Linked DNA regions of Danio rerio: region 1 is linked to region 2. A link is a contact called in public Hi-C data. All regions are on one chromosome and are shown on one strand. Each heading gives the region's core, a stretch centred on a gene start, on an enhancer-like site or on the middle of the called end of the contact. The rest is flanking DNA. Distances are from core to core; before and after follow the strand shown.

The links. Hi-C and Micro-C count contacts between places; a contact is called where the count stands out from the background.
Region 1: a contact with region 2 is called in a Hi-C map of hematopoietic stem cells, with 2.7 times the contacts expected there. The contact joins two enhancer-like sites. A contact is called at or near these places in 5 of 18 Hi-C or Micro-C datasets (caudal fin, embryo and hematopoietic stem cells).

The regions. Positions count from the first base shown.
Region 1 is chr17:49,385,142-49,387,841 of GRCz12tu, reverse strand. LOC141378416 (a long non-coding RNA gene) reads left to right here. Exons shown (of 6, transcript XR_012393018.1): 3 at 1-27; 4 at 137-256. Among named protein-coding and RNA genes, the nearest start is that of exoc5, 41 kb to the left of the region's middle. Within about 2 kb of position 1,326, at least 33 of the 62 cell types and tissues checked have an H3K27ac peak or open chromatin away from gene starts, as enhancers often do.
Region 2 is chr17:49,158,976-49,161,675 of GRCz12tu, reverse strand. The region is part of intron 11 of tmem260 (transmembrane protein 260); the gene reads right to left. Among named protein-coding and RNA genes, the nearest start is that of tmem260, 58 kb to the right of the region's middle. Within about 2 kb of position 1,440, at least 3 of the 62 cell types and tissues checked have an H3K27ac peak or open chromatin away from gene starts, as enhancers often do.

The sequences.
Region 1 (2,700 bases), core at 77-2,576, 230 kb before region 2:
ATAAAAGTACTTGGGAACTTTATGCAGGTAATAAGTTATAATGTTCACCGTGAATTGTTTTGTTCATAAAAACTCAATGTGTTGCCAGGAGCCATATTAATTTTGTATTGCCTGTGTGTTGTTTTAACTCTCAAAGTGCTGATGCCTGTTGACTTGCATTTAATGAATCATGAAGAACCAGTTTCAGCTGAAAATGATCTGTAATGTTCTGCTAAAGAAAAAAAGTCACCTACAGTACATCAAAGAAGGCCTAAGGGTGAGTAAATTCGTTTTTTTTTTCATTTTGGGATTAACTACCTTTAAGAAATACAATGCAATTTTAAATATATCCTTCAAACAACTTCAAACAAAGCTTTATATAATTGTGAATGATAAAAAAATTTGTCCCCTCATACAGTTGAAGTCAGAATTATTAGCTCCCCTGTTTATTTTTCCCCAATTTCTGTTTAACGGAGAGAAGATTTTTCAACACATTTCTAATCATAATAGTTTTAAGAACTCATTTCTAATAGCTAACTTATTTCATCTTCATCATGATGACAGTAAATAATATTTGACTAGATATTTTTCAAGACACTTCTATACAGCTTAAAGTGACATTTAAAGGCTTAACTAGGTTTATTTGGTTAACTAAACCGGTTAGGGTAGTTAGGCAAGTTATTGTATAACAATGGTTTGTTCTGAAGACAATCAGGAAAAATATAACTTAAAAGGGCTAATAATTTTGACTTTAAAATAATTTTTTTTTTAATTTAAATTTAGCTGAAATAAAACAAATGAGACTTTTTCCAGAAAAAAAAAAATATTATCAAACACACTGTGAACATTTCCTTGATATAGCAATCATCATTTGTGAAATATTTAAAAAAGAAAAAAAATTAAAGGGGGTTTATTAATTCTGACTTCAACTGTATATTGAATAAAATAAATGCATCCGTTACTATTTTAACATTTGACAAATTATTAATATGATTCAATATCAAAGTAAATATATTCTGTGCACACAAAATCACGTTTCTACACTTTGACCCATGTATATGTTATGCATTAGAATATTTATTTCTGAGTGAAATCACTTCCATCGTTCAATATTGATGTATGATCACTGCCTGAAGTGACTTTAAAATGTTCAAACCACATGCAAAAAAGACCCCAAAACAAACCCACCGCACTTTTCATTTCCTGTCTTTGATCTCAAAATAAAACAATGTGTGGCATATTTTAAGGTTCTTGCCGCTGAGCAGGAAGCAGAGCCAAACCCCGTCTTTAAAACGAACGCTGCTTTGAAACGTGCAGTAAAGCAGACGGAAAGGCAGAGGGCAGTAGTGCACTAAAACAGCCCCCCAACAAGCCCTCTCTCCCACACTCCCTCTTTCACAATGGAAGTGCGCCCGGGGGGGGGAAGTGTTGCTTTTTTAGGTCTATAAGCCCGTATCCCTTAATCCCTCGCCATGATTGACAATCATGATTTAGGGTATATGGTGTCCCATTCTAATCCAGCAGCACTGCTTTCATTTGCATACTTGCCGTGCGTGGCCTCATTTTCAGGGGAGGCAAACTGCCTGCTGCCTTTGTAAGAGATGCAGAGAGAGAGGAGAGGAAAAGAGAGGGAGAGCGAGAGAACAAAAAGGGAAATAGGAGATAGAAAAAGAGAGCTGAGAGGAGAGAGAATTTGGAAAAAGAGAGTTGGCTGCCATTGAGGAGAGAGAGCGAAAGAGCGACGGAGAGAATGATGAAAATTAGATTAGAGAGAGAGAGAGAGATTAGAAATTGGGAATGTTTGTGTATGTCTGCCAGAAGTGAGGATAACTGTATACTGTATGTGTGTGTGTGTGTGTGTGTGTGTGTGTGTGTGTGTGTGTGTGTGTGTGTGTGTGTGTGTGTGTGTGTGTGTGTGTGCTCACCAAAGTCAGTCCTTGCCATCCAGCCACTTCAGTATCTCTCAATTGCCCTCCAGCTCTAAAGATGCATCCCAAGGCACATCACACAGACGAGAGCGAGACAAGGAGAAAGGCTAAATTAGCATTAACTTAATTAATGAGGCATTTGCGATAACAACCAACATCCTATGACACCTGCGAATAAAACAGACTAAAGAATTATGATTTATAACAAAACTTTGAAGATGATTTCTAGGTTACTGTATGGCATTGACAAGCAAGAAGCGTGAAAAGAAACAACAACAACATTTCAATATTATGGAATCTTAGCAGCAGGGTTGATGTTATGCTGTTTGACCTTTATTTCCACTGTATATATTTGCAACCGCCTTCTCCGGATCTAAACTAAACTAAATTCGTATGCCCGACTCCTGTTTTCATGCTGTGAAAACTTTTGTAATTTTGTATGATGTGCGGAGAGAAGGTCAAACATTTACAGTCCAAACATTTAAACAGAAGGTCAAACATTTACAGTCCAAACATTCAAACAAAAGGTCAATCATTTAAACAGAGCGGTGTGTTGTGACAGATTTATCCATTGCAGTTCGAAGCAGCTAGAGTAATAAAATGTTGATTTATAGTGTTAAACCGTGAAATCAAGCAGGTAAAGTCTCTTTTTGTCAAGAACATGTCGGAAAACATGGTGAAGTGATATATGAATTGTGAAATAATAGCTGATGATGATAATAAGGACAATAGTAAATGCTGTTGTTATTATAGTTGATCTTAATTACAAAAATGTATATATTTCTTGTTTTGT
Region 2 (2,700 bases), core at 191-2,690:
CAATTCACCTGTACCACATGTCTTTGAACTGTGGGGGAAACTGGAGCACCCAGAGGAAACCCACGTGAATGCGGGGAGAACATGCAAACTCTACACTGAAACACCAACTGACCCAGCCGAAGCTCGAACCATCGACCTTCTTGCTGTGAGGCCACAGCACTACCTACTGCACCACCGCATTGCTGGGGTGATTATGAGTTTTAATTTGGCCATAACTTTTTCTCTATTTCAGCTAGCAGAATAATTTTTGGTGACAAATCTTATTTTGACAAATATTTTGAGAAAATGCTTTGAATAAAAAAAAAAAAACCTCAACAACACACTCAGGGCAAATTGACTACCCTTTATGTTCGAGATGATAACATCTACTAAATTAAACTGTTGAAAAAATGCATCAGATACATATTTTTTGCGAATGTTTTTGCACAAATATTTCAATCAAACTCAGTTCTGAAAATGACTTGGGCATAAAGTAACTTGGGCTTGAAGTCTTGGGCAAGTCTCTCCCTAATTTACTGTCGATGGCAAGTTTTTGCCCCATTGACTTCCATTAACCAAATTTTTTTTGATTATAAAAGCATGACACCATAAAATCATGCATTTTTGATTTTTGGTGGTTTTCCCTGTTAAACATCAGTTGGCACTATAACCTTTTAGATAGGCCTGTGCAAAAAAAAAAGCTACCAGCAAATTATTACTGCAAATTAAAGTGTGTGTGTGTGAGAGAGTGACGATTACACGCTTATATTAATGTGTCAGAGAAAATCTAAATATCTCAGATCTCAGAACTAGAAAAACAAAGTGTATTTGTGCACGATCAAATGTGGTATTAATGGAAGTCAATGGGGCAAAAACAGCCATGTTGTTACTAATCGTTCACCATGTCCAAGACTGTGAAAAAAGGTAACAAAAAATTGGACTGAAAATACTTGGGACAAGATCAGCGGTGACATCTCTAATGAAGAGTTTCCAAAAAAGTGTAGTAATTTCTGATTATTATCACGAATGTAAAATACAATTTTGCTGCTTAATATTTTTGTGGAAACTTTAATAATATCAATGCCTATACTGACATAGTGTGCCCTTAAATTAAACAAGTATTATTGTTTGTAAACTATAAAGTCGAAAAATGAGCTGAAAGTAATCTAAAAGTAATACAAAATTGTGTATGAAAACACGTGGAATGAAATGAGCAGTGACTTCTCCTATGAATAGTTTGCAGAGAGGCGTAAGACTCCATGGCATTATCTTTCTTTGGTCGGTTTGTCTGTGAAGTGGTGGCGAGCTGGAACATCAGGTGGACAGGTGTGATGAGCGTCAGTCTCGCCGCTGATCAAAGCGCAGTGATGTACCAAACTTCAGCGCTCTAATCTACATGACTGCCGTGGCTAGGATGTCTAATCAAGCACAGAACTGGCTGCTTTAATCTGCATGACTAGCGTGGCCAGGGCGGCTAATCAAGCAGAGAGTCAAAGCTGCAGAAGAGCGCCAGAGAGAGCTTCTGCTTTGATGTCTGCTGAAGCATGGAGGAAATGAGGAATTCAGAGAAGTGTCTGCATTGGTCTGGATGATCAGCCACAAACAGAGCGAAAAACTTAAACTTAGAAGATAATATAACATGTCATGTAAAAGAAATTTAATTTGTTGGACTGTTGTGGAGTTTTAATTACATACAAATATTATAGACATGCTTCAATAGTCAGGTGAGAAGAATAGAGGTCAGGTGTGGCTTAAATCTATTTAATTGAAATGTTATTTGGTAAGATGGTTTATTTATTTTTGATAAGTTGGTTTATTTTGGTTGCCCTGCATAAAAGTTGTTGTTTTTTTATGGTTCACGTTATTTATTATGTTGGCTTGAGAAAGCCAATATATTGTACTACTCTGTCCTTGAAAACAAACGTATATCCTCCTAGGTCATTCATGCTACAAGGCCCAAATTTGGTCAAAATATGCATTTTGCATCCAAGATCGTAGCTATATGTCCTCATGCCAATCAGACTTATCGTTTTGAATAAAAAAAAAAAAAAGTTAAATATTACATTTTAATAATCCGGCTATTTAAAAAATTTATACAAGCCCCAAATTTGGCCAAAAGCTACGTTCTGTATTAGATTTTTCTGCTGTATCTTTCAGTTTTCCAATAAATAATTTTTAAGCATTATTTTTCTATGGAAAACCATATTTGACCTAAACTCCATATTATTTAACTGATATGGCAAGCCATTTTTGCATGAATCACTTTCACATTTATTAAGCATATATTTTCAATAAAATATGGCAAGCCATTTTTACATAATGTCTAAGTCCAGTTTTTGACTGTCATGAAGACATTGGGTTGATTTATATCCCTCATATTGGCAAGGCTTTCTCAAGCCAACATTAAAGCTGGTCAATGAACTTTAGGTTCTAGTTTGCTTCCTAATATGCTTTCTCCAAAAATAGTTTTTCATTTTTTGAACATAAAACAATTTTTCCATAAAATATCTTAAGGATCGTGTTGTTTCAACTCATTTTAAATAAGTAGTCTGAACAAGCAGCAAAAGTCATTTTTTGAGTGTATTTGTGTGTGGGTGACCCCTCTGTTATTTGACAATGGTTTAGTCCTACTATTATAAGGGCTGATCTTGTGCCTTTTGTGGGGTTTTTTTTGTTTCATTTCCATTTTATTTTTATACTCATTTCAGGTAATTATAGGTT